6 separate regions of the Sus scrofa genome follow, and all the other regions are linked to region 2. Evidence: chromatin contacts called from public HiChIP or PLAC-seq data. All regions are on one chromosome and are shown on one strand. Each heading gives the region's core, a stretch centred on a gene start, on an enhancer-like site or on the middle of the called end of the contact. The rest is flanking DNA. Distances are from core to core; before and after follow the strand shown. Region 1 holds the start of SMAD7 (SMAD family member 7). Region 2 overlaps DYM (dymeclin). Region 3 overlaps CTIF (CBP80/20-dependent translation initiation factor). Region 4 overlaps CTIF (CBP80/20-dependent translation initiation factor). Region 5 overlaps CTIF (CBP80/20-dependent translation initiation factor). Region 6 overlaps SMAD7 (SMAD family member 7).

Evidence for each region. HiChIP or PLAC-seq counts read pairs in DNA pulled down with a chosen protein or histone mark.
Region 1: a contact with region 2 is called in an H3K27ac HiChIP or PLAC-seq map of alveolar macrophages. The contact joins the promoter of SMAD7 here to the enhancer-like site in region 2. A contact is called at or near these places in 1 of 5 promoter capture datasets (liver), 3 of 47 Hi-C or Micro-C datasets (embryonic fibroblasts, fetal heart ventricle and liver) and 2 of 2 datasets of contacts at active chromatin or transcription factors (alveolar macrophages and skeletal muscle).
Region 3: a contact with region 2 is called in an H3K27ac HiChIP or PLAC-seq map of alveolar macrophages. The contact joins two enhancer-like sites. A contact is called at or near these places in 1 of 47 Hi-C or Micro-C datasets (embryonic fibroblasts) and 2 of 2 datasets of contacts at active chromatin or transcription factors (alveolar macrophages and skeletal muscle).
Region 4: an H3K27ac HiChIP or PLAC-seq map of alveolar macrophages shows a contact between it and region 2. The contact joins two enhancer-like sites. A contact is called at or near these places in 1 of 47 Hi-C or Micro-C datasets (embryonic fibroblasts) and 2 of 2 datasets of contacts at active chromatin or transcription factors (alveolar macrophages and skeletal muscle).
Region 5: a contact with region 2 is called in an H3K27ac HiChIP or PLAC-seq map of alveolar macrophages. The contact joins two enhancer-like sites. A contact is called at or near these places in 1 of 47 Hi-C or Micro-C datasets (embryonic fibroblasts) and 1 of 2 datasets of contacts at active chromatin or transcription factors (alveolar macrophages).
Region 6: a contact with region 2 is called in an H3K27ac HiChIP or PLAC-seq map of alveolar macrophages. The contact joins two enhancer-like sites. A contact is called at or near these places in 1 of 47 Hi-C or Micro-C datasets (embryonic fibroblasts) and 1 of 2 datasets of contacts at active chromatin or transcription factors (alveolar macrophages).

Annotation. Positions count from the first base shown.
Region 1 is chr1:98,540,815-98,543,678 of Sscrofa11.1, forward strand. It overlaps SMAD7 (SMAD family member 7), which reads right to left and starts at 1,501. Exons shown (of 4, transcript NM_001244175.1): 1 at 889-1,501. The coding sequence starts at 1,501.
Region 2 is chr1:98,804,244-98,806,943 of Sscrofa11.1, forward strand. The region is part of intron 13 of DYM (dymeclin); the gene reads right to left. Among named protein-coding and RNA genes, the nearest start is that of DYM, 220 kb to the right of the region's middle. Within about 2 kb of position 1,413, at least 2 of the 83 cell types and tissues checked have an H3K27ac peak or open chromatin away from gene starts, as enhancers often do. A contact at or near this core is called in alveolar macrophages, where this site is marked.
Region 3 is chr1:98,433,240-98,436,082 of Sscrofa11.1, forward strand. All of the region lies in intron 10 of CTIF (CBP80/20-dependent translation initiation factor), which reads left to right. Among named protein-coding and RNA genes, the nearest start is that of SMAD7, 110 kb to the right of the region's middle. Within about 2 kb of position 1,527, at least 35 of the 83 cell types and tissues checked have an H3K27ac peak or open chromatin away from gene starts, as enhancers often do. A contact at or near this core is called in alveolar macrophages, where this site is marked.
Region 4 is chr1:98,374,460-98,377,172 of Sscrofa11.1, forward strand. All of the region lies in intron 9 of CTIF (CBP80/20-dependent translation initiation factor), which reads left to right. Among named protein-coding and RNA genes, the nearest start is that of TRNAD-GUC, 150 kb to the left of the region's middle. Within about 2 kb of position 1,337, at least 51 of the 83 cell types and tissues checked have an H3K27ac peak or open chromatin away from gene starts, as enhancers often do. A contact at or near this core is called in alveolar macrophages, where this site is marked.
Region 5 is chr1:98,410,024-98,412,947 of Sscrofa11.1, forward strand. The region is part of intron 10 of CTIF (CBP80/20-dependent translation initiation factor); the gene reads left to right. Among named protein-coding and RNA genes, the nearest start is that of SMAD7, 130 kb to the right of the region's middle. Within about 2 kb of position 1,583, at least 1 of the 83 cell types and tissues checked has an H3K27ac peak or open chromatin away from gene starts, as enhancers often do. A contact at or near this core is called in alveolar macrophages, where this site is marked.
Region 6 is chr1:98,514,713-98,517,670 of Sscrofa11.1, forward strand. SMAD7 (SMAD family member 7) reads right to left here. Exons shown (of 4, transcript NM_001244175.1): 4 at 1-108. Among named protein-coding and RNA genes, the nearest start is that of SMAD7, 26 kb to the right of the region's middle. Within about 2 kb of position 1,284, at least 37 of the 83 cell types and tissues checked have an H3K27ac peak or open chromatin away from gene starts, as enhancers often do. A contact at or near this core is called in alveolar macrophages, where this site is marked.

The DNA of each region.
Region 1 (2,864 bases), core at 251-2,750, 260 kb before region 2:
AGCCCACCCGCGAGGTTTACCCCAAGTCCGCTGGTGAACTTGGATTTGTGAACGCCCCGGGTGCACCCCCGCCCCACACAAATATGCAGAGAAAAGGAAAGCAATGCAGGAGGCTGGGATCTCAGCTGAGAAGCCCAGGCCCCAGAGCTGTTAAGGGGCCGTGTCGTCAGGGAGGGCTGGGGCCCGACCCTTCTGCAGTCAGGAACTGTGCTTTCCTGTGCAGGAAGAAAGGAAAAAGCAGAGGGCACCCAACTTCTCCTGACTGCTTGTCCTCTTCCACCCTGGGCTGGCAGAGTTGAGAGCAGATATCCAGCGCCGCCGCCCATCAAACTCTCTTCGCCCCAAAACACAAAGCTACTCCGGACAGGGCACTTTCCCAGCCACTTGTGCCCGACAGGACTCTCCTTATTTACTAAAGGAGCAGGCAGAGACGTTCCAGTCTTTACAACTGCTTCTCCCAGCCTTCCTTGGCGGGCTTGGACCGAATCCAACTCGGCCACACACCTCAACGCCTTTCCGGGTGCAGGGGAGGCGTGACCCCCCCTCCTCCCCCCCACACACTTCTCTCTGCACCCCTTGGTTGATCCGGAAATGAGAAATCTATCTAATTTTTAACCCCCGGTCTGTAGAGTGTGTGCATGAGCAGTGCCCAAAACCCCGCTAGGGGAAACAGAGGAGGAGAAAAAAACTGTAAGGGAACCCCCAGGGAATGCCTTTCCAGGTTCCCCCCAGTCCCTTCTCTACCTTTGTCCCTCTAGTCTTCTCCCAGGAGGGGATGTACTCTCCCCTCTGGCGAGACAGCTGCACAAACACACAGCCGAAGGGGGCTTTTCTTTCACTACTTGAGCGCCAAGGGGAGAGGTGGGTGGGCGCAGAACAACTTCTTACCTAGTTCGCAGAGTCGGCTAAGGTGATGGGGGTTGCAGCACACCAGCTCGGGGTTGATCTTCCCGTAAGATTCACAGCAACACAGCCTCTTGACTTCCGAGGAATGCCTGAGATCCGGCCACCTGAACACTTTGCACAGCAGGAGGGGGAGCGAGTAGGACGAGGGCGGCTGCGCGGGCTGTGAGCCGGCAGGCGCCCCCAGGCCCAGCCTGCAGTCCAGGCGGCCGGGCAGCAAGAGGCACGCCGTGCGCGTACCGCCGCGGGACTCCACGGCCTGGAGCAGCAGCTCCAGCTGCCGTTCCTTCAGTTTCTTAAGCACCGAGTGCGTGAGCGCCTTCAGATCCGCCTCGGCGCCCCCGGCCACGCCGGCGCCCGCGGCTGGGGGGTGGGGATGGTGGTGACCTTTGGCACCTCGCACCGCCTTGCCCAGGCAGCAGCCAGCCCTGCCTGCGCCGCCGCCACCGGCCCCATGTGCCCGGCCGTCCGTCGCCCCTTCTCCCCGCAGCTCGCCTCCTCCACCGCCTCCCCACGCGCCCTCCTCCTCGTCCTCGCCGCCGGGCGCACGGCTCCTCCAGAGACGCCGGACGAGCGCAGATCGTTTGGTCCTGAACATGCGGGGCGAGGAGGCGAGGAGAAAAGTCGTTTGCCGGCTAAGGAGCGAACATGACCTCCGCACACCATGAAGAAGTCGGGCGCCGAGTTGGGGCAGCAGGCGCAGGCGACAGCAGCAGCAGCAGGGGCCCGGGCAGGAGCGGCGGCGGCCCGAGGGGCGCTCCGTGGCATGCGCCAGTCTCCCGGAGGCCGGGGGGCGCGCGGGGGCCCGGAGGCGCCCGCCGGGGCTCGGGGGCCTGCGCTCCGGCTGCCCCACCCCGCGCGGCCCGAGCCGCGCGCTGCTCTCGGGCCCCGGCGCACCCCGGAGGAACGCGGCCGCCGCTTCCCTGGGGGCGGCGAAGCCTACCCCGGTCGGCGCCTCCCCAAAAAGAGGCCCCCCCGCAGCGGCTCCCGAGTGTCGGGCTCGCCAGCCTTGGCTTCCTACATGGAAGATCCGCGGGGGCAAAAAAAGAAAGGCGTTCGGCTGGGCTGCCGGAGGGAGGAAAAAGCCTCTTTTCCCCTTCCTAAGCAACTTAATTTGGGGGTGGGGAGAAGGAGGCAATTAAAAAAAAAAAAAAAAAGGCAGGCACGCGATTTATTTTTTTCTTCTATATCCTTAGTAACCGGATCTCCTTGAATTCCGTGCACACGAAGACTCGGGGGAGGGGGCCGAGTGGACTTCACCCCGCAGGAGATGTTTGGCGAAATAAGGAGGTTCTCTCAAAATCTAAGAACCAAATACGCAAAGCCCAAAATGAAAACCACCACCTCCTCGCACCCCGGAGGTCTGGGGGCGTCTGGCTGGAGCTGGGGTTTAAAAAAAGAAAATGTTTACAAAGTAGAACAAGACGTCTGAGGGGTGGAAAAAAGGTATCCACGAGTTACATTCCCCTTTTTCCTTGCAGAGCCCCACTGGTCTTCCTCTCCTTTTCTTCGGGGGAAAAAAAAAAAAAGCCGTGTATTTTTTTAATCCACAGAAAGCTTTGGCTAGGCTGTTTCAATCCTTCGCATCTGGGTGATTTGGAGGAGTCTCTGGTCTTTCCTCCTGAGCTCCCGGGGGCCCTAGTCCTCGGCGGGGACTTCCTCGGGGCTGGCGGGGGCGCAGGGGCAGAAGATGCTGCGGCGGCGGCTGCGCCCCGCGGGGCTGACAGCGCGGGGGAGGGCGGCGCGGCGGCCGCGGCGGGCCCCTGGCGGGTCGCGCGCTCTCGCCCTCCGCTCGCTAGCGCGGGGGCCGCCGGTGTCCCCTCCCCTGGGAGCCGGGGCTCCCCTTATGGGCTGCTCGCCCCGACAAGGCTGCGTCGGCTGGAGGCCCCGGTGTCCCTCACGCCGCCTTCTCCTCCGAGACTCTCCTCGTCGCGCCCGGGAGCCTCCTTGTCCCCCGTCCG
Region 2 (2,700 bases), core at 163-2,662:
CTTTCTTGGCCACACCTACTGCATGTGGAAGTTCCTAGGCCAGGGACTGAACCCACATCATAGCAGCGACCCAAGCTGTTGCAGTGACAATGCCAGATACTTAGCAATGATCTGAGCCATGTTGCTGACAATGCTGAGCCACAAAAGAACTCCCAATGCTGTAATTTTGGAACATGATGGCTTATTTAAAACAACAATGAATTAAAATTCAAAGCTGAAACAGGATGGCACCAGAAAGATATTTTTAATGATAACATATCTAAAAATAATAAAATGAAAACTAAACTCACCTCAGAAAAATATTTGAATAACAAATATTAATAGGCAAGGAAATAACTACTGCATTTATACAAGTATAAGTCATCAGAAGAAACACCATTTGATTATGTAAGAGGGAAAATCAGCTTCTCTAAATATACAAAAACAGAGAATGCACTCCCCAGAACCAGATTAGGAATAACACGATAATACATATAGCTTCATTATGCAAAAGAATGCAACACGTATTGGGAAAGTTAGTTCTATGGTTTTGGTTATGGGGAGGCATGTTAAATTTCCACATGCTATAAACAAATAAGGCCACATTACCCTATGAGAAGACTACTTAGTCTTTTTAATTCTTTTTTTTTTTTGTCTTTGTAGGGCCACACCCATGGTATATGAAGGTTCCCAGGCTAGGGGTCTAATCAGGAGCTGCTGCTGCCAGCCTATGCCAGAGCCACAGCAATGCCAGATCCGAGCAGCATCTGCAAACTACACCACAGCTCACCGCAACACCGGATCCTTAACCCACTGAGCGAGGCCAAGGTTTGAACCAGCAACCTCATAGTTCCTAGTCAGATTCATTTCTGACTCATACAGGTATATACATTCCTCAGTACATAGAGAGCAGTGATTTAAGCCCCATGCCAACAAATTCAAATCCAAGAATACAAATACACCAGGGCTGAGTTAGTTAACAAAACAATAATTTTAAGAGTTCTTTTTACTGTTTGGGGTAATATTCCCATGACAGCAGAACAGAACCACTACCATCTTAGTTGTAAAAAGCAGTGCCAATTAAAGCCAAACTGACTTTGATCTCACTTAAGGAGAAGATGCGTACATGAGTTACATTCACAAATTTGCAACTGATGCCTCTTAGTTTTCATCATGGTTCTAGCTCAACTGGATCATCTTTCAGTGAAACCACAAGTTATTAATGTATATAGATTTGCTGTATAAACAGGTTCTATTATCATTATTAGATTCAAAAGAGGAAGGGAGGGACTAGAAAACCAGACAGCAAGAGTGAAATACAATTTCTTTAAACTATGGTAACAGGAAATACCACAAACTCTTATCATCATCACACCAAGAGTCATGCAAATTGGTAGCCTGGGTTGCATTTGCTGCTTAGTGCCAGGCACAGAAATCAAGGAAGTGGTTCTTGGAGTTCCCGTCGTGGCGCAATGGTTAATGAATCCGGCTAGGAACCATGAGGTTGCGCCTTTGATCCCTGGCCTTGCTCAGTGGGTTAAGGACCCGGCGTTGCCATGAGCTGTGGTGTAGCTCGCAGATGCAGCTCGGATCCCGCGTTGCTGTGGCTGTGGTGTAGGCCGGCGGCAACAGCTCCGATTTGACCCCAAGCCTGGGAACCTCCATATGCCCCAGGAGCGGCCCTAGAAAAGGCACAAAGACCAAAAAAAAAGAAAAAAAAAAAAAAAAAAAAAAAAGGAAGTGGTTCTTGAGCTCTTTTCTTTAAACTAGACTATCACAACATATCACCTCCATGTCTTGCCTGCTACAGTAATATACTGTTATTCAAAACAAGAAAATAGCAAGAATTACAAAGTCAACAGAACGTTGGGTTTTATGGACCTGTTAATCCACAATGATGCTCTCTACCTGACCAGTAAGAGCAATCCAGAGGCTACTTTACGATTTGCTAAACTATGAAAAATACTCCCCAAATATACTATTTTTACTGCATACTCAGAAGTAAAATTACCTGCAGCTACGTATGCACTGGTTTTAGATTAATTTGCCAACATTTCTTTTACTTTCTAATATTTTACAGAAATGATACTAAAATACTATTATATGTTGTTGCATCCCTATGTTCAAACATGCTTGGGGAAGTTTAGGGCTGAAGGACATTATATAAATCCTAAAAGGTGGACTCACTCCAACCAGACACAACCACTCTTTGCGCAGATTCCCAGTGTGGCCACAACCACTGTGTGCCATGATGTAGAGACCATACAATAAACTTCTACTGCCCTGAGCAATAGGGGACTGGAGCTTCCTACTGGCTTCTAGTGTGTGCTACTTGAGAATAAATGCACAAAGGAAAAGGATTAACTGAATCAACATCAGATACACCAAGAATAAACTTAAAATAACAAACATTTTAAAGTTTGTCTAAATGTCACCTGGATAAAAAAATGTACATACATGGATAGTAACTATAATTTTAAATCCCCCAGAAAGCTTCTGCTTGTTTATTCAGTTAGAAGGATGACACAATTGTTCATTAGAGGAGAAACGAGACCTTTAGTCACTCCTGGAAATTACATTCAGTTGCTAATTGCTCTTACTTTTTCTTCCCCCAGTGGTAAGTAAAATGTAAAATATATCCTTTGGGTTACCTTGAAAATCTGCCTATAAATGCTTGCTTTGTGAAAATGGGTTAAAAACCTTTTGAGAACAGCTTGAATC
Region 3 (2,843 bases), core at 277-2,776, 370 kb before region 2:
CCTGGCACGCGGCTGTGCCTGTTAGGAAATCCAGGAGCCGCTCTGTCTGCTTTCCAGCAGGCGCCACTTCTCTTTCCACTGCTTTGCTCAATTCACGGCTCGTCTCCAGAGCCAGGCTGGCGGGCGGGTGGGCGGGCGGGCCGGGCACCCTTTACTACAGGCCCATTGCCCGGGAGTGCCCGCTCCTGCCTCGGCCTGTGTTATCCCAGGGGTCCCTGGGCCTGGGCTGCAGAACCTCGCCGATAAGGCCAGCCGGCTCTCGTGGTCATCTCGGGTGGGAGGGCAGGGTGACTCTCGGGGAAGGATTCCAGACTGTTTCCTTCTCAGTGGAGCTCCAACGCCCTTATCTCCTTTCCTGCCAGGCGGGACTCCTCACTAGTCGCACACAAAAGAAAACCCCACCCAAGACGTACAACCCCCCACAGGCTTGAACGGGGGGTGGGGTGGGGGGAGCTTACCTCTGGTTCCATTCAGGCCACTTGGTTATCAGTCAGGGGAGCAGTAAGTGCAGCTTGAGCTACTATTATATATTTGGTCCAGGAGGGGTGGAAGGGCAAGTTGAAGAGACAAGGACATCTGAAAAATGTAGCCACCTTGGAGGCTGGCTGAAAGCTTTTGGCCCTGTCAATCAATGGAGAGGTTTCTTGGAGGAAAAATAACCACAGCATGGAGGCGGGGGTGGGGGGGGGGCGTCAAGGCCAATCACAAGGTCCAGAGATGGGGGTGGTTATGGGCCCAAGTAGAACAAGGGCTGGGAGATGTAAGAATAAGTATGCCTCACTCAGCCCCTCACTTGAGCGTCTTGCAGGCATAAATCTTATTTCTAATTTATAGAACACAGGGATACAGGAATAATGGTTATGGGGATATGGAAAAGTGAAGCTGAACAGAAACAGACTCATGGACATGGAGGGGATGCGGGAGGGAGTAGGATGGACGGGGAGTTTGGAATTAGTAGATGCAAACTATTGCATTTAGCATGGATAAGCTGTGAGGTCCTGCTGTATAGCGCAGGGAACTATATCCAATCACTTGTGATAGAACATGATGGAATATAAGAAAAAGAATTCATATATATATATATATATATATATATATATATATATATATGATTGGGTCATCACTTTGCTGTACAGCAGAAACTGACAACATGGTAAATCAACTATAATTTTGAAAAAAATTAAAAAGAAAACGGAAGCTCAGAGCTATCAGCTGATTGCAGGGTTTACAAGGCTCGTCACTGAGAACTGAAAGTAAAGCCCAGGCCTTGCAGGTCCTGACATTGTCCCAGGCTCCCTGGGAGAAGAGCAATACTACCCTGGCGCCTTCAAACTTGCTGTAGAGCTGCACTTCCTGGAGGCAAGGAGCTGGCCTAGTTGACCTTCCAAGGTCTCATTCCAGCCCAGTGGCTGTGGGGCCCCCGATTCTATGGGCGAGTTGCTATGGGAACTATAACTTTGAATTTCCTGGCTCTGGGGCTGTGAAAATCACAACCTGAACCTTCCGTTGATGTGGGTTTCTCGATTAATTTCCTGTTTGATTGTTTACTTTAGAGAGCGGAAAATGCCTTTGCAGGCAGCTAGTTCCCTCCACCAGAGAAGCTTCTCACACCCTCCCCTGCCCCCACCAAAACCCACAAGGTCAAGTCCAGGCCTCAGGTGGGTGGAGGTTGAGGGAAGCCAAGGGCCAGGGGTCAGGGGAGGCCCCCCTAAGAGCAGATGACAATCTGGGCTGTCCTCCCCGCTCTGCCCTCTCCTTATGCTGGCCGGGGTCCCAGCCTGATGGGCACCAGGAGGGACCTATGAGTTCAGACTGACCTGGTGAGGGGTGTCTGCCCAATGCCTGAAGCCTCAGGGTACCCCCCGCCAGCTAGCCCACCCCCTCTCCTTGTCTCAGGGAGCCATACACACTGGGTCAGACACAACATGCTGTCATTCCTTCAGAGAGGCATCCAGAGGATGCTATCGTGGGGGGATGATGGTCCCAGGTGCCACCTGCTATCTCCGGGCCAAGCCCTCCTGGCTGGGCTCCCCCAGAGAAAGTTTGGAGAACAGCTGCTTTTCCATCTGCTTCTTCTTCATCTGCTCTGCCCAGGGCCCCGCCCCTCTAGCGGAGAGCGGTAGACCGTGCACCTCTTACCATAGTCCCATCCAGTTCCGGCTCCCATCCTAGGGAAGCAGTTCGCGCTGGCAGCCCCAGGTGAGGTCAAGTGAGGCCTTGCGGCAGGTGTCCTGACCTTCTGCCATGATAACCACCTCTCCCTGGGAGCAGGGGCATTTTGTCACCTTCAGAGCCCTTCTCTCTCCCTCATCTGCTAAGCTCCTCAGAGATGGACAGGAGCGCTTGGGTACCAAGAGGAGAGATGATACACCAGGCCAGAGATGTACTGTCTGGTCGGGTCGCAGAGGTGGGGGGCTGCCCTTGTCTTTAATATAGAAAGAGTATATTACAATATATGATTATTGATCACCTAGAATATATAATATATGACTATATTATAATATATGGTGATTATAGTGTCATCATCCAAGTCAGGGCACTTTGGAGAGCCAAAGGAGTGCCATTATCAGTGCCACTGGTGTAGTGGTATCATGCAAGATTCCCAAAGGAGTGCCATTACTAGTTATTTGGGGTGAACACTGTGACCATCCCAGGCACACCAGGTGTGCGGTCACCCCGCCTTTCGCTGACCTCTCCCCATTAACCTTGTGTATGTGGGACTTACTCATGGGGCAGCAGTTATGTCCTTTGCCTTTGGAGGCAGACGAGACCTGGGTTCCAAGCCGGTTTTCCATTACCCGTGTGCTCGTTGGACATTCATGTCACTCTCTGTGACTCCGTTT
Region 4 (2,713 bases), core at 87-2,586, 430 kb before region 2:
CCAGGGGCTGGAGGCTGCAACTCTGAGTTACAGTGGGTCCTGTTGAGTGGGCGCTTCTGATGCCCTGGGCACATGGGCATCTGTGAGTGCCCCTTTGTTGGCAGCTCCATGGTCAGGGGCAGTTTAAGTCTCCTATGACAGGCCCTGGCCACAGAGGAAGTGGATCATGTCTCAGATGAGGCTTCAAGCCTCTGTCACCTGTCTAAGCCAGAGGAAGGAGTGGCGGCATCTTCAACTAGTTGGTCCACTCCTCACTGCCCACCAAGCCTGAGAGGACAGGACATGAGGCCCGCAAAGTCAAAAGGAAGACAGAGCATGCACGCCTGCATGCTGTCTCATTTCTGACATTCTAAATTATTAAGAAGTGAGGACCCTGGGGTGTGAGCCGAGGCAGCCTGGTTGCTCAATCCCAAAGGAGCCCTTCTAAGGTTTCCCCGGCACCCAGCCCAGAGTGTCACTCCGGAGAAGGAGCCACACTGTGAAAAGCCTTCTTCCCTGCTGCTGCCATGCCTTGCCTTTTTTTTTTTTTTTTTTTTAAACTTCCCTTCCCCACCCCCAAGCTTGATTTATTATGACCCCTATGCATTTCAGCAGCTGTGGCTTCATTTCAGAATCTGGTTAAGTAGCCCAGAGTTCAAAACAGACAAAGTCGGAAGAGGGGCTGCGGGAAGGCGAGGGACACTTACTACAGCTCTTTCCCCTGTGCGCCTCTGTGGCCCGGGGTGCGTGCACATCCTCTCCCTGTAATCGTGGTGTGACCACGCAGACACTGTGGCTCTTCTGCCTTATAAAAGGGAAGTTCAAAAACATACTGTGCTGGTGCATTGCCCCGGGTGCCCCATTCCTCTCCCTCCAGCCCCGACAGAAGAGGCAGCCTGCTTGAGAGCTGGTTGGAATGAGAACCCCATGGGGGCAAGATGGCTGGAGGCTGACTGAGCTTAACAAGCACCTATAGAGCACCCGCTGTATACCTAGGGGGCAGAGCGCTGGGGTGGGGCTTCAGAGAAAGGAGTGTAGATGGTCTCAAGGCCCTGTCTCTCCCTGCCATCTGTCCCCAGGCCCCCACCTCTGTCAACCTACCCTTCCTGGCTGGCACAGCTTTGCTGTACTCAGACCAGACGAAGTATCTTTGTAAAGTACCCCATCCCTGTCTTCGAGGAGCTTCTGGCTTCGCCAGCCCCCTCCTTGCTGTCAGGCTCCCAAATGACCCCAGAGGGCTTGCTTGCAACAGTTTGTTCTCTGGACTTTGTGTTTTCCCCGTCGTCTGCCCTACCCTCCCAGCGCCTCCTGGCTCTGGCCCCAGCGCCAGCCCCTGTCTGTCCCTGCAAACACAAGTCAGCTGTGTGTGCAGACAAAGCCATGCGTCGCCGTGGGGGCCGGGCCTGCAGAAGGGACATTTCCAGGGAACTCTGGGGGCGGCGGCTGGGAGGGCAGAGGCGACTGTCTGATAGCAGGGACTCGGCGTCACTGTCTAGGGGACTTGGCCAGGCCCCAGGGGCCAGTGGCTGTGGGTGGTGACTGGGAGAGGCAGCCAGGCTGGAAGAAATCTGCTGTGTGAGAAGTGTAGGAAACGGGCTGGAGAGGAGAGATAACAGCCTGTTCTCTGTGTGTCTGCGTCTGCCGGCGAGGGTGGCTGGAGCCAGGCGGTCTGAGGCCGTATCTAGTGAGATTTTTGTCCTGGGTTGTGAAAGTGACCTATGGAGCCAGCAGCAGGGTTCAGGGCCTGGGAGAGAAGACGTGTGACCCTGCCCTCCCTCACCCTTGTCTTGTGTTCCTGTCAATGTTCCTCTGTCCCCTCTTGCCAGACAGTGGGAGAAGGGGAGGGGCGCGGCAAGAGGGGACATTCTTCGTACAGGGCACATGGTTAAGGCCTGGGTTTCGGTCTCGATTGTATCAGTGATTTGACCTATGAACTCAGATATATCCCCTAATCTCGCTGGCTCTTGGTCTCGTTGGCTCTAAAAGGGGGATTATTTATATCTACCCTGTGCATTGTGCGGGGTGGTTGGAAAGTTCTTATGAAATGAGGCTGTGAAGATAGTTTGTAAACTGTAAAGTGCCACCTAAACAGAAGGAGCTGTGATGGTTGGACTGGTGAATGCTGAGGCTGCCAAAGACAGAGCCGGGCTAGAGGAGCCTGGCGGGGGCAGCAGGAAGGAGCAGGGGCCCCAGGAGGTTCTGGGGCGGTGGTGGGTCATGGCCCCACCAAGAGTGGGCCCTGCGGGAATCGGACCTGGGGCAGGGAGGGAGGCCATGGAGGCTCTCTGGGATGTGGGTGTTGGTCTTGGGTTTATTGAGCAGAGTGTGGCCTGGCTTGGGTACACACGTCTCCCTTGGGAGACAGGAGAGCTTATGAGGCCCTCACCCATCAGGGGCTGAGGATGCTTGCCTGGCCTGGAGGATGAAGTCCCACGAGCTGTAGAGGAACAGAGGGAACTTTGCTTTCCTTCCTCAACTCCGCTGCCCATGGAGGCCAGGTCACCCCGTCCTCTTACCCGCTCCCCATCCAGACCCAGAAATCAGCCGTCTCTGGTGTGGAAAGTGTAAGAAGAAGCTGGCGGGCTGCTAGGCTGAGAGAAGCTGAGCTATTTAAAGCGTGCAGCGCCCGGGGGGCATGAGCGCCACCCACCCCCCAGGCCCTCTCAGGCATCTGGCTTTCTCTTCCTTGGCTGGATCCCAGGCCCCCAGGGCACCCAGAGGGCCACAGGTCAGA
Region 5 (2,924 bases), core at 333-2,832, 390 kb before region 2:
AAAGGAAAATATTACTATAAATGACTGTGGTCATTCATAATCTAGAACACTGCCTGCAGAAAGGAGGGGGGAAAAATTACTTGAAGGAACAGATCTTTGGACTGTAGTGGTTTACCATTGAATTATTTATTTTTTTAAAAAATGGTTCTTTCTAAATTTCCTCTGAAAAAGAAATAAATAAGGATAATCAGAAAACTTTTAAGGAGCAAGAAGTCAAGGGGAGTGCTTGCCCTGCCCATAATAACCCTATGAGAGGGGGTAGACTTGAAGGGGCAAACGTGGAAGCTGTTGGGTCCAAGTGAGAGGCTGGTGGCTCAAAACAGTCATGAAAGAGGAGGGGGAAGGCCATGTGCCTTCCAGTTGTATCTTTGTGTTAGAACCAGCAGGACTTCTGACCAGAGATACAGAGAAGGGAGGGAGCGTTCGGGATCCTCCTTTACCAGCCTGCTGGCACCGTTTCCTGGGATGAGGAAGCTGGAAGCAGATAGAGTGGGAATGGCAACCAGGAGTTTGGGTGGCCTGTTTTCCATCCCCAGGGAGCTGTCCCTCTGCTGCTCCAATGGAATTGTCTGATGTGTCTGATGATCCAGAAGAGGTTGGCCCTAGCGACACAGGCTTGAGCGTTGGGTCAGCGTGTACCTGGTGTTGGGGACCAGATAGGGTGCGCTGGGGGAGTGGAGGAGAGAAGGCTGGAAAGAAGCCAGGAGGGCGCCAATGGTCACAGCGCTCCTCCCTCAGGGGCGGGGCCAGACCACCCCTCCCAGGTGCTGTCCCCTCCCACTTTCAGCAGCTGGTCCCAAGATGTCAGGAGGAGCGACCTCAGGGGAATCAAGGGGACCGGGACGGAGAAGTGGCCGGGGTTTGGCAACAAGGAGGTCAGGGACCCCATGGTGTCAGTGGAGTGAGCGCAAAAGCTACCTCGGCAGCGCTGGGGAGTCAGTGAAGGTGAGGAACCCCATGCAGACAAGCTTTTGGAGAAGTGTTTCCGTGAAAGACCCCAGGGAGAGGGAATTGTCAGCTAAAGGGGAGGTATGCCATCAAGAGCCATTTTTTGTGCTTCTGAAAGGAAGAAAAGAGAGCAATTCAAGAGAAGGGAGGGGGTGTTTGTAAATGTTTTTGAAGCATTTATCAGAAAATAGCTCGTTGTCTCCAGACCGCGTGGGTGCACATAAAAGCAGAGCACACAGACCTCTGCTGGGTGTTTCGTGACCCCCTAAGCCTCTGCTACGCCACATCGCCAAAGTTTCTTGACAACTGTACTTGATTTCAGACTTGTTTCTCAGCTGCAGACAATGGCCTCTTCCAAATTGATTTCACTCAAACTGGCCTCAGTGCAACTGCTGCACAGAGAGGCCATGGCTATGCTTTTTGCATCCCTTTGGGATGCTTTGAAGGCAGCCCTCTTGGAGGCAGGGGGCTGGCCCGGATGGCCTTCGGGGGTCCTCCCATCCTTGGGTGAGTTGCCCTGCGCCCCCGACAGCCCACCTCCAGGCAGGGAGCAGCACTGTTCTAGGGCAGTGACCTGGATCACCCCAACATGTTTCCTCTGTGTGATCTGGGCACCTCTTGGTGTTGTTGTCACCTGCTCCCCCAAGCAGGAAGCAGGGCCCCAGCTGAGCACTGGCCCTGGCTGTCAGGACACTTCTGACGCCACCTGAGGTAGTGCGAACCTTCTGGTGTGAAATCCGGAAGGTGCCAAGAGGTCTGCACAGGCCAGAAATAAGGAGCCTCCTCTGACTTGTTCGCTGCAGTAAACTCTTGGGACAGGGTCACACAGACACCCCCCCCCCACACCAGGCTGACAGTAAACCAGAAGAGTAACTAAATCATCAGTGGCTTTCATCATTTCGCAAAAGAGGAAACCACCATCCCGTGGGCCAAGCTATCTGCTTGAGGCCGCCTGGGGAGACCCCTGAATTCTTAGAGTCCATCTCTGCCTCCTGTACCTTATTACCTCATACACTCATAAGCAGGCCTGACCCCTGTCCCCAAAGCAGGTTGAGCCAGCTCTAGGAAGTTTCTACAAGCCATAGTCACTGCTGCTGCCTTTCTCCATGAGGGGCAAGTTTAGGCTCTTCCCCAGGGGGCCACGCAGATGGCTGACCCCAAATGTCCAGGGCCCGCCTTGCCCTGGGGTCCTCCCAACTCTCTGAACCACCCCCAGGCTGGCATCTCCAGCTGCCCACTAGGCACATCCCAAGTCAAGCCTGGAGCCCTCCCCCAGGATGTGCCTGTGGTGCCCCAAACCTTCCTGTTCAGTCCCCATCCTAATGTGGCCCAGCCTCAGCCCCAGGACACCCCAGTTGCTCCCCTGCAGCCAGGCGGGGACATCCCAGTTGCCTTTTCTCACCATCATAAGACGTCCACTCCATCCTCTGCTTTGGTACCACCCCCCATGGCATCCCCTGCTCCTCCTCCCTTGATGCCCCAGAGTCAAACAGAGACCCACCATCCATCTTGGTACCATCTTTGGAACAAGTCCAGGGGAAGATATAAAATCCTCAGTCTTGGGGACTTCTTGCTCATGGAGGTCACTTTCACTGCACCCAGGGCTCACTCAGACTGAGCATGTGCTTAGACCCTGAGCCCCTTCAGGCTGGAGGACACCCAGCTCTGAGATCCACCCTGCCCCAGAATGACTTCCCCGGGCATTTCCTTCCACACTCTGACCTAGTTGAATTAATGTTCTCTCGGTCACTCAGGCTTGAAATCTTGGACCCCATCCTTGGAGTCTCTGTCTTCCTGGCCCTGAAACACCTCCTCCCAGGCCCAGCTCAGGTCACCTCCTCTGGAGGTGCCCCTGTCCCCACCCCCAGCCAAGTACACCTCCGAGGGAGGCAGTGCATCCCATCCTTTTGACATCACCCTGTGGTATTTTTTAGTAATGACAATAGCATGCTGGAAGGCATTATCCAAAGCACTTC
Region 6 (2,958 bases), core at 34-2,533, 290 kb before region 2:
GGGAGGGCTCCTGGACACAGTAGAGCCTCCCCACTCTCGTCTTCTCCTCCCAGTATGCCACCACGCACCAGTGTGACCGATCCCCAGGCTCCAGAAGAAGTTGGGAATCTAGAAGACAAAATGGCAGACATGGTGGGTGATGATGGGGACTGGCATTTTCCTCTTCCTCCCAAACCAAGATGACGTGCACATCCGCACTCCTGGGCCGCCAGGCCCACTGTTTCTCAGTGCAAGACAGAAAGAGATGATAGGGCACTGGATGTGCCACAGGCTGTACAGTTCCCCTATGGGGGGCTTGGAGATCTTAACCCAGTGATGGAAGAGCGGGGCCTCTAAAGCATGGGGGTCCCTGATCCCTCTGCTCCCCCGCATCCTATCAGGAACCCAGGACACCAACCCTACCAGTGGAAGCCCCATCCCTGCAGAATCAGAAGCCAGGACCACTTAGTAACTTAGTTGGAGGGCTTACTTTTAGGGCTGGGAGAGGCCTTCTAGACAGGTCTAAAATTATAGTCCTTTAAACTGGATGGAACCTTGCAGGCCAGCTGCTCCAGCCCCTTGTCATCCTCATGAGAAAACCTGGCCTCAGGAAGTCTGTTGCTCAGGCCCCAGGGATGACACAGCCAGACCTTGACCCCAGGACCACCTGCTAAACAGTCTCTGTGCTTGTCACCCAGTCCTCAGATCAATGCCTTGGTCATCAGGGAGCACTGTCTGGGGGAAACTTTAATGGAGGTGGCTTGGGATAAAAATACCTATCTTCCTAATAGAAAAACAACTCAGTGTGTCTGTCCCCGGCAGCTCTGTACACAAAGGGTGAGCTCCTGTCAACACGCCAAGTCACAACATGCAACTTGGTGTCAGCCCCGACTACCTCCGGCCCAGATGGAAGATTGTGTGTCTCAAGTGGGTACAACCATGCCTTTGGCGGGGGGGAACCCTCCTCCTCCTCCTCCCCCTCCCTCCCCAGAAGCATCTAGACTGGGTGTCCTCCCCCTCCTTCTTCTGTCCGCCCCTGGAGGCCCCACCCCGGCTTTCCTAGACGTGCTTTCTTCCCACGGCAGCCAGCAGGGGAGGCTGGGGTGAGTCTGCTAAGGTGATTTTTCCTGAACAGGCGCTTGGAGGTCTTTTAAAAGGGAGGATATATGGAAGCCAGGGGGCCCCGGCGGCTGGCATTCCGACTCTTCCTCAAGCTGGAGCCGGCGGGGTAGGCCTCAGACTGGGAGCCATAAATCTCCCGAGCCCAGCCGGGCTGCAGGAACGCTGCGGTTTGTGGTGGCAGGGCGGAGACCGGAAGTCTTGTATTTGTTAACAAAAATGGGGAAAGGCAGGGGAGAGCAGGGCCGGCGGCAGAGCCCTCCTCCCGCCCTCCCTGTAAGCTCCTGCTTCTCTGTTACTGGGGGGCTTGGGGTTGAAGGCAGGGGTTGGCGGGAGGTGTCTTTTGCTCTGTTAGGCCTTTTTGATTTTTGGAAGCGATGATGGGTTATATGGCACAGCGGCTGGGGGTTGGAGGAGGGCTCAGGCCCCGCATCCCGCCATCCCCGCAGGCCGGGGAGCCAGGGCAGCTCAGCATGCCAACTCCTTCCAACGTTTCTAGGCATGTTCGGGCCTGGGAGCCAAACCAGGCAGCTCCATTAACTTTTTTTTTTTTTTTTTTTTTTTTAAAGCAGCAGCCAGTCTTGCATGGAGGCATCCTATGTATGAATAAGTCTGTACAAATGTACTACCCATCGAGGCAGCCACCAACACCCACCCTGAGTGGCAATCCCCTAGACACCCCACCGGCTGGGACAGCTACAAAAATGGGGAAAGCTGAGGGGTCCTTCCTCCCCTCAACCCCAACCCCATGAAATATCAACACCAGAAACTTGGTCACCTGCGTCCCCCATGCATCTCTAAAGCTCAAGTGTGGGAGAGGCTGTGTCCATGAGCATAGTGTGAACGCACTTCGAGTGTGTGCTCTGTGTGTGTGTGTGTTTGCAAGCACACACCCGGGAACATATGGAAAAACGAGAGGGACCAGGGCTCCAAGCTGAAGGTGACTCGTCAGGCATTAACTTGTTTCTGCAAAGTATCCATCAACTGCTAATAAACTCGCGAGCGCTGGCAATCTTTGAACCCTCTTGCCGAGGGAGTTCAGCTCTGAAGGCTACACCAAAGACCCATAACATCCATGTAAATAAAAATGTCCTGGCAGCCAAGTTTGCTGAGGGAGGAGAAAGCCCTTACCTGCCTGCCTGTCTGAGCGGGGAGGGTGTTTGGAAATATAAGCTATCGCTTATGCTCCCAACTCGGGACAACAAATTGGCCTGGAAAGGAAGACTCGAGAGTTGCTGGGAGGAAGGTTCGGGAGACCCTTGGGGGAGCCTCACAATACTTTGTTTCATGGAGCTCCCCTGAAACCTGGCACCCGCTGGAGCAGGGAGGTGAGGCAGGGGGAGGGGGAGGAGGAGGACAGGGTCCTAGGGATCAAATTGCCCCGGTGCCAGGCCCACAGACAAGGGATGGGGGGCCTCTGTGGGCTGAGGAAGCTGGGCGGGGGCAGAGGATTGAGGTCGCCCAGCGGAGGGGAGGGGAAGGGGGGGGGCCTTCTGGCGGGTTTCTCTTTCATCTGTGCTGCCCGCCAGTCCACCCAGCAATTTGCTGCCAGACATCCCCTGGAAAAAGCCTTTTGCTGTTGAGGTTAATGGCCCAGCCCAGATAAACAGCAGCGTGTGGGTGTCCCTGGATGTGAATAAGGCCCCTGAAAGCCCACTTGGTGCCCTAATCGGGGGCAGCAGGACCCCCCCCATGTCACCCAGCAGCCCCCTAGCACCCTGATATCTCTTTTCTTTTGCTCCTCCTTGACTTTATCTGAGCCAAAAAGCAGGCTCTCAGGCAAAACCAGTGCAAGAGAGAAGGTCCCTTTTACATGGCACGCTGCTGGGGGCCTGGTACGCAGGGCTCCCTCCTTTGCCC